2 separate regions of the Mus musculus genome follow, and region 2 is linked to region 1. A link is a contact called in public HiChIP or PLAC-seq data. All regions are on one chromosome and are shown on one strand. Each heading gives the region's core, a stretch centred on a gene start, on an enhancer-like site or on the middle of the called end of the contact. The rest is flanking DNA. Distances are from core to core; before and after follow the strand shown. Region 1 has its middle 45 kb from the start of Gm29012. Region 2 has its middle 57 kb from the start of Gm28403.

Region 1 (4,386 bases), core at 1,237-3,736:
AGTACCGGGAGAGACAACTGGAAACTGGGGGAAATCTAGGAAATAAGCTAGAGACCTAGTACAATAAAAATTCCCAGGAATCTATGAGGATGGCCCTAGCTAAGACTCCTAGCAAAGAGTCTGAACTGGCCGTCTCCTGCAACCAGGCAAAACTTCCAATGGAGGTGTTGATACACCAACCCAGCTACAAAATCATTGACCTACAATTTGTCCTGCTTATAAGATGTGCTTAGGTAAATATGGCACAGAAATTGTGGGAGTGGCCAGCCAATGACTGTTCCAGCCTAGACCCATGTTTGAAAGGGAGCCCATACCTGATTGTCTGGAGGGCAAGGAGCCAGAGGTGGGATAGCCCAGACACATAGGAGAGAACCAAACACAGTGGGATAGCCCAGACACATAGGAGAGAACCAAACACTACTGGCAACAGCAGCAACAACATCATCATCATCAATGAAATTAGTTCTAATGATATTCTGTTATACTAATAGATTGGTCCCTAGCTCAATTGTCAGAGAAGCTTCATCCAGCAACAGATGGAAACAGATGCAGCCTCTACACCAGCTACTGCCTCCAGGTTCCTGTCCTTGCATTCCTGCCCTGACTTCTTTCTGTGATGAACTGTGATGCAGAAGTGTAAGCAAAATATGCAGCTTCTCCCTCAAGTTGTTTTTGTCCACGGTGTTTATCATAGAAATAAAAACCCAGACTAAGACAGATAGTTAAAAGTAAAAAAGATAGCCAGTATGGACAACATGATGTTGGGGAGGTATGTAAAAAAAGAAAACTATAGAGGGGTAGTGTGCAGGAGTCAGATACTGAGTAGGAACATAGTAGGGGCTATTAGGTCACAGAACAACATTACTTTTTAGTTCTTTGTACCAGATAGATAGAAAGATAGATAGATAGATAGATAGATAGATAGATAGATAGATAGATAGATAGATAGACAGAGTCCTGAAGTAGGGAACTGGTTTTTTTTGTTTTGTTTTTATGGCTGAGGAATCTGGCTTTTCAGTGATCAGTGTTTTAAAGGAACATGTCAGGTCTAAAAATAGCAATAATATATTTATCTGAAAAGGAAATGCAGATGCTGGCTCCATAAGTCCAGGTTTGAATGGACTTTCAATAAGTTTCCTTCTAAAAAGAAAGGTCCCACCCGGCTCAAGTTTCCTGTCTATTTTCCTACTGTAACCCTTTGTTATAGTTAATTTTGATTGTCAACCTAACAGGATCTAGAAACTAATAAGAGTCACTCTGGGTGGGTCTGTGAAGTATTTTGAGAAAGTCAACCCCCCTTCGCGGTGGGAAACCTTTGCCTTTAGTGAGTGGTCAGGATATAAAAAGTTCCTGAGGACAGAACAGTCCAGCCTTCCTCTGCCTCTGTCAAATGCAATCTCTTGTAGATGTCGCTGTGCTTGCTGTGATTCTCCGCTGATGAAAGATTCAAATTTCTTTAGATCTACAACAGGAATTGAAGATCAATAATTCTCAAGGGATCTCCCATGCCCCAAATGAGACTACTAAGGCATCCAGATTAAAATGAGAAACTTCAGGGCTTTCAGACTCTAATGCGCAAACAACCATTGCCAGGCCTGTTAAAAATGTGAAAAGTTCTGATACATTAAATCACAATATTAAGCCTTTACTGGACATTAACAGGAATTTATGCAAAGAAAAAGCAATTTCTATTTTTCAAACTTATGGTATTACAACTTTATTTTCAAGTAAATTTTAATTTATTCTGAAAATTTTATACATGTATATAATGTATTTTGATTAGAATTATCTTCTACTTCCTTCTCTTTCCCCTTCGTCTCTTTTCCCCTCCATCTCTCATCTCCCTCCCTCTCTTATCTCCCTCTCTTCTTATCTCCCCCCATCTCCCTCTCAGTCCTTCTGAAAACAGTTGTCTTCTGTGATGGTTTGAATAAGAATGACCACACAGAGTCATAGATTTGAATGCTTACGTACCAAGTCTGGTTTGGCCACTTAACAGACAGCATGCCATGTTTCCTACCCCTGGAGGAGAGCTAGGGGGTTGTGGGCCTCCACAAATATTCATGATTCCTGTGGGCATAAGGATTATTGGTATAATAATGTACATAATTTCATGTTCCTCCTTTAGGGAATGCTTCCTCTGTTAAAGTTAATGACTCCATGCTATATAGACAGCATGGGTCTAAGAGGCAAGGGTATGTTTATGTCTCAGCAAAAATGTTAAATGCATTCAGGATACTCAGGACAGCTTTTAAGGCTGTGGGAAAGAACTCTAAAAACATGAATTCAAGAATATATAATTTCTCAACTATGCAAAATATAAGTAGCAATATGAATTGTATAAGGAGCTTCACAAAATTCAAAAAAAATAGCTTGTCAGAAAGACAATGTGGAAGGCTTCGATAAAGAGATCTAGGGAGTGGTGATTGAAGGGTAAGATTCCAAGTTCAGCAGATTGGGACAGAGAGAGTTTAGGTCCAGGCCTAGGCATGTTAGGAATGGTAATTTCAGGGTTGGGTTCCACTCACCTATCTTATTGTCTGTACTTGACAAAGGAAGTCAGATCTCTGAATTCATTTGCAATGCAAAAATACGTGCTTGTTGTCTCTTCTAAGAATCCAGGTGCAGGGGAGATGGGATGCTGATTCAAGGGATAATCAAAAGGGATTGAATTGTTAAGTAATTAAAGACTTTTGATCTCCAAGAGATGAGTTATTCAGAGAGTTTTTTAGCGTTGTAAGGAAAAGCTGGGTGGATGGAGAGAGAGAGAGAGAGAGAGAGAGAGAGAGAGAGAGAGAGAGAGAGAGAGAGACTGTCTGGAAAGCTTTCTTAAGCAGAACATAGGCTGTCAGCTTGTAACCCACAATTTGACTTTGAGTTATTCTTTTTGCCTCTCTCAGACACTCCTTCCTCAGAATGTCTCTACAAGCTGAGGCTGATTCTTAACACTTAAGGACTAGCACTATTTGAAAGGATTAGGAGGTATGTCCTTGTTGGAGGAAGTGTGTCACTGGGAGGGGTGTGTCTGGAACTTTGAGGGTTCAGAAGCCCTAGGGAGGCTCAGTCTTTCTTCTTCTCTGCTGCTTGTAGATCCAGGATCCAGAGCTCTCAACTTCTTTAGCACCACATCTCCTGCATGCTGCTGTGTTCCCTGTTATGAAGACAACGGACTAAATTTCTGAAACCATAAGCCAGTCCCAGTTAAATACTTTAATATATAAGAGTTGCCATGGTCATGATCATGGTGTGTCTCCTCCTTTTATGTTCTGTGAAAAAATGATTCACCAAGTTCAATTAGGGCTTCTTGAATGAGTATGGATGTGAGGTTATTACTGGATCATAGGAAAGTTTTTACCAGAGGTACCATCACCAAAGCAGCAGCTAGTGAACACACATACTCTTTAGCACGGGGTGAGGCCTCATGATCCCTTCCCTTGTACATACTGGAATGTGGATTCATTTTGTGCTCTTGTTCTTCAAGCCACCATAGCTGATGTGAGTTTGTGAGTGGAACAGCCATGCTGTGTTCAGAAAATAACATTTCACAGCATGACCCCATATATTTCACAGAATGCCCCCATATCTCCTGGCTTTTACATCCTTCCTGTTCCTCTCCCATGATGCTCTTGGAGACTTTGAGAACCAGTACTAGTTTATAGCTGTAAACATAAAATATTTATAAATAAATGTTCAGAAGGCATTTCAACTATATGTCTATTTAGCAAAAACAACAGTGGCAATCCACCCTGCCTCCCCTCTCCCCCCGTCCTCTGTCCCCACTCCCCACCCCTTGCTTCCTACCTTGGGCTTATAACCTCCCAATCCACTGGGTTTGGACCAAGTTTCTAGTACCAGACATAAATTCCCTCCTGAGAAGCAGGCTTCAAATCCAGTCAGAAAGTAGTTGAGTACCCTCCATAAGATTCACGTTTTTATAGCCCTAATCTGCACATCTTGCATGACATGTCAGTATTGTAGCATGAACCTACCTGCTTTCTTGAAGGCTGGATTTTGTCTCTTCTCTAGCTTTCTCCTCCTAGCAGTTACCAAGATCGAAAGCAGCCTGTCTCTCCTCTGGTTTTACTCTCAAACACAAATACATACACACACACACACACACACACACACACACACACACACACACTGTACACACACACATACACACTGGATGCTAGGACCTGAACTAAGGTGCTCCAGAGAGCAGCAAGCACTCATACTGATGAGCCATCTCTCCAACTTCTGAATCTTTAAAACAACTTTATTTTCATTAACTAAACTAAGAACCCCAAAATGAAACCCTAATTTCCCCAGCACATAGCAAACCAAGTGTGTGGCTTCCCCAAGAGTAGTGTCCTTACCAACTAGCTCTGGTGTGCAACCAGACCT
Region 2 (4,366 bases), core at 410-2,909, 420 kb before region 1:
AGGAATTGTATTAAAGAATTGCAGCATTAATAAGGCTGAGAACCACTGACAATTCCCCATTGATTCCCAAGTGATACTGGTTTGTGTCAAGCCAACAACCATTCAAACCATTCATGTCACAGCATATACACTGTTTCGGAGGTTCCTAAGGTTCTCACCCACTTAGACTAGACAACATTTCTCCATTCCTATGTCCTCTCTGGCGTATGTATGTTTCTAACCCAAAAACATACATAAGCCACACATTTTCCAAAATTTACATTTCACACATATATTACTTTTCGTGCTATGCTGGTTCCCTGACTGTAACTAACCAGCAGCATAGGTTCATGTAGGAATTTTGTGTATCTTTAAAGGGCTCTTTGATTCTAACAGGCACGGAGCCCTTTTGCAAGCTTAATCCGCAGTTTAATTATGCCATCTCTGTGTCCTCCTCAGCGCTCTGGGTCCCTTCCTCTCAATTCTTCCTTTCCCCAGTTGCTTCCTGTCACCCCAACAGCTTCAAAATGAAACTCCAACTGTAAAACAAATGAAGCAAAGGCAGGGACAGAATGAATCATGAACATATGGGAGTAGTTTTGTTTGAAAGCAAATCAGCGTTCTTTGCAAACAAGCAGTGGCCATATGCAGCAGGGTGGGCGTAGAGGAGTTTTAAAATATGAGTGGTAAACTGTGATAAGTGTCTGAGATACAAAGCTCACTAATGACTCATTCGATGGTAAAAATGAAGTCTCCATGGAGATAGGTGTTTATAATCATTTCTTGCTTTATTGGGGTTTTAAAAAAACATTTAGGGTGTGTGTGTGCGTGTGTGTGTGTGTGTGTGTGTGTGTGTGTGTGTGTGTGTGTGTGTGTATGATTGCACTTGTGCCATTATTCATGTATGGAGGCAAGAGAATAACCACTATGATGGCTCCTGGGATCAAAATTGAATTTTTTAGGTTCGGTGTCATGTGTCTTTGCCCATTGGGCCATTTTTCTGGCTCCCCTACCTCACCTTTTAAAAGAAGGGTTACAGATATTCATGCGTTTTCTCTTGTCTACATTCTTTAAACTATAACCATTGACCTTCAAAGTCAATTTTTTTAAAAATGCGTTTCATGCTAAGAAACTTATTTTGTGGCCCCAAAACATACATACACCACAAATTTTCCAAAATTCACATTTCACACATTTATTACTTTTCATGCTATGTTGGGTCCAGCATGGCCTTGGTGGGGACAGAATGTCATGGTTCCTGCCCCTAGTACAGGGCCATCAAAAAGGGCATCCCACAAGTGTTGATGGCTGCCATAGGCATAAGGCTTGTTTGTATAATAATGTAGATATTTTCAAGGTCCTCAGAGGAAGGTCCTCCCTGTTAATGACTCGATGATAATCAGAGACAGCTGGAGTCTGGGAGGCGAAGGTGTGGCTAGTGTCCCAGAAAAATGGTAAACACTGGGACCTTCAGGACAGCTCTTAAGGCTGTGGAAAAGGACTCTGAAAACATCAGTTTGAAAATATATAATTTCTCAGCTATGCAAAAATATAAAGACACAATATGAATTGTATAAGGAGTTTCACAGATCTAAAGAAGCAGAGGCAGCTATACTATGTGCCAGCCTGTCAGAAAGATACAAAGAGAGGCAGCTACAAATACAGGCAGATTCCCGAGTTCAAGGTCATCCTAGGACAGAGTGAATTTAGGTCCAGGTGTGGTAGGAATGGTAGGTAATCTTAGGGCAAAGTCCCACCTAGCTAAATTTACAAAAGCAGGCAGATCTCTGAATTCTTTTGCCAAGTTAAAAAAAAAAAGGCTTACTATCTCTGAAGAATTGAGGACCTGGGGTCACCTGATGCTGATTCATAGGATAATCAAAAGGGAACCTGAAATAAATAACTGAATTGATATGTAAATAAAAAAACCTGGGGTTTTGGTTTGCTTGAGCTGGGCTAGCAGAAACCAATAACAGTTCTTTAGAATTGTTTTCCTTAGTAAGAGCTGAGCTGTCTGGAGATTTCTAAAGAGCAGGGAACAGTTCTTTAAGCTTTCTTTTCTAACAGGATTTCTTGGTCAGAAATCTCAAGAATTACTTAGAAAACTAACACAACTCTAAAACTCTAGAGTGTTTTCTAGCAGCTATCCAGACAAGGCTGTCTGAAGAGTGAACATAGCTCTTCTAGAATTTTTTTTCTGGCTTTTGGATTTTGAATGGAAAACCCAAGAATTACTTTTAGAATTTTCCTAACAGGATTTCTGTTCTGGGATTTGTATCTATTAATAAAATGTGGATTAATACCTAAGAAAAGGAAGGAAGGAAGGAAGGAAGGAAGGAAGGAAGGAAGGAAGGAAGAAACAAAGAAAGATGAAACAAACAAAAAAAGGTTTCACCTTGTTTTTTTTTTTAAGATTTATTTATTTATTATAAGTGCACTGTAACTGTCTTCAGACACTCCAGAGGAGGGTGCCAGATCTCATTATAGATGGTTGTCAGCCACCATGTGGTTGCTGGGATTTGAACTCAGGACCTTCAGAAGAGAAGTAAGTGCTCTTAACTGCTGAGCCATCTCTCCAGCCCAAGGTTTCACCTTGTATTCTTGGCTGACTCACTATGTAGATTATACTGGCCTCAAAATATAGAGCTCCTGCTGCCTCTGCTTAATAAATGCTGGGATTGTGTTCATGTGCCTCCTCATCAGAACTTAATTCTTTTAAGTCAAATGATCTCTAAGTAGTAGCCTACAGGAACTGAAAATTCTTGTCATGTATTATGTGAGAGAGAGAGAGAGAGAGAGAGAGAGAGAGAGAGAAAGAGAGAGAGAGGGAGAGGGAGAGAGGAAGAAGGAGGAGGAGGAAGGAAGAGAGAAAAGAGAAGAGAAGAGAAGAGGAGAGGAGAGGAGGGGAGGGGAGGAGAGGGAGAGGAGGGGAGAGGGGGAAGGGGAGGAGAGGGAGAGGAGGGGAGAGGGGGAGGGGGAGAGGGAGAGGGAAGAGGCCATAAAATCATGGCCATGAGGGCTGGCCTCATCTCTAGCTCCACACAAAGGGCCAAACAGGTGCTGAAGCTTGCCTGCAATCCCAGCATATAATTTCTGGAGGCAAGATTGCTGGAGCAAGCTGGCTGGCTGGACTGTTTGAATTGGTAAGTTCTAGGTTCAAGTGAGCTAGCTGCCCAGCCTCAGGTAATTTGAAAGAGATATGCATCCCAAGGCTCTGGCATCTGAACACTTTGCTCCCTGTTGGTGTCATCCTTTGGGGGAACCTTGCTGGAAGAGGTATGTCACTGGGAGAAGGAGGCTTTGAAGTTCCAAAGCCTTATGCCATTTCTACTTCTCCTTCTCTAAGTCAGAAGACTTAAGCTTTAAGACTTAAGACATTAAGCTCCCAGTTTCCTGTTCCTGCCACCATCTACCTCGACTCCAGCATCATGGATTCTGGCCTCTTTGGACCTGTAAGTCTCCCAAATCTTTCTCTTTGATTAAGTTTCGTTGTTTGCAATATTTCATTACAGCAACAGAAAAGGAACTAATGTCTTGCCTCATCAAGTATGATGGAGACTGATGGAGGCAGACACTGATCTCAACCTCTGGTCTCACATGAGCATGCCTGTGTATGCAATTACACCTCCTCACGTACATGAGAACACAGATACACACCACATATGGAAAAAGAAAATCTGTAGTTTGTGCTGAGAACTAGGCAGTTCTTTGAGCCTGTGCTAGTAATACATGACCTAGTCTGGGAAGTAAGGCTTCATTGGGGAACAGATGGAGTTGCAGCCCAGAAAAGAAACATTTCAGTTGGCAAGGGGGGTGTAGCAGTGTTCACGGCAGAAAGGCTTATGTGTGCAATGGGCCGGACCACATGGGCTTGTAGTGTCCTCAGGGCTGGAGTGAAGGACAAGCAAGATAAAGAATGATTCCTGGGGCTAGAGAGATGGCTCAGTGGTCAAGAGCACTGACTGCTCTTCTAGAGGTTCTGTAATGGGATCAGAGGCCCTCTTCTGGTGTGTATGAAGAAAGCAGCAGTGTACTCACATACATAAAATAAATAATTAAATCGTCAGGAGACAAAAGAACTATTCCTGGAGTATAGAGTACAGTGCTGGCTCTGACAGAACAAAAAGGAGAAGCTTTTAGGAAACAGGGCAGGGCTACGAATGAAAAGCATGTCTCCTCACACTCACTCCTTCACCCCTCTGCTCTGGGTCCCAGATAATATGCTAAAAAAAAAAAAGGAGAAATGATCGATGTTGACAGCATCCTCTCATCTGACAAATGCTCTAGGCCCCAGCATATAAGAACTGACTCGGACACGGATTGGTTCATACTCATAGGTCATCAGTCTGTGCAGGTTGCAGAGTGATGGTCACATAAACAGTTACTA

The links. HiChIP or PLAC-seq counts read pairs in DNA pulled down with a chosen protein or histone mark.
Region 2: an H3K27ac HiChIP or PLAC-seq map of embryonic stem cells shows a contact between it and region 1, with 4 times the contacts expected there. The contact joins two enhancer-like sites. A contact is called at or near these places in 1 of 484 Hi-C or Micro-C datasets (trophoblast stem cells) and 4 of 115 datasets of contacts at active chromatin or transcription factors (all in embryonic stem cells).

What each region holds. Positions count from the first base shown.
Region 1 is chr1:105,069,426-105,073,811 of GRCm38.p6, reverse strand. No RefSeq gene overlaps it. Among named protein-coding and RNA genes, the nearest start is that of Gm29012, 45 kb to the left of the region's middle. Within about 2 kb of position 2,486, at least 9 of the 459 cell types and tissues checked have an H3K27ac peak or open chromatin away from gene starts, as enhancers often do. A contact at or near this core is called in embryonic stem cells, where this site is marked.
Region 2 is chr1:105,489,059-105,493,424 of GRCm38.p6, reverse strand. No RefSeq gene overlaps it. Among named protein-coding and RNA genes, the nearest start is that of Gm28403, 57 kb to the right of the region's middle. Within about 2 kb of position 1,659, at least 12 of the 459 cell types and tissues checked have an H3K27ac peak or open chromatin away from gene starts, as enhancers often do. A contact at or near this core is called in embryonic stem cells, where this site is marked.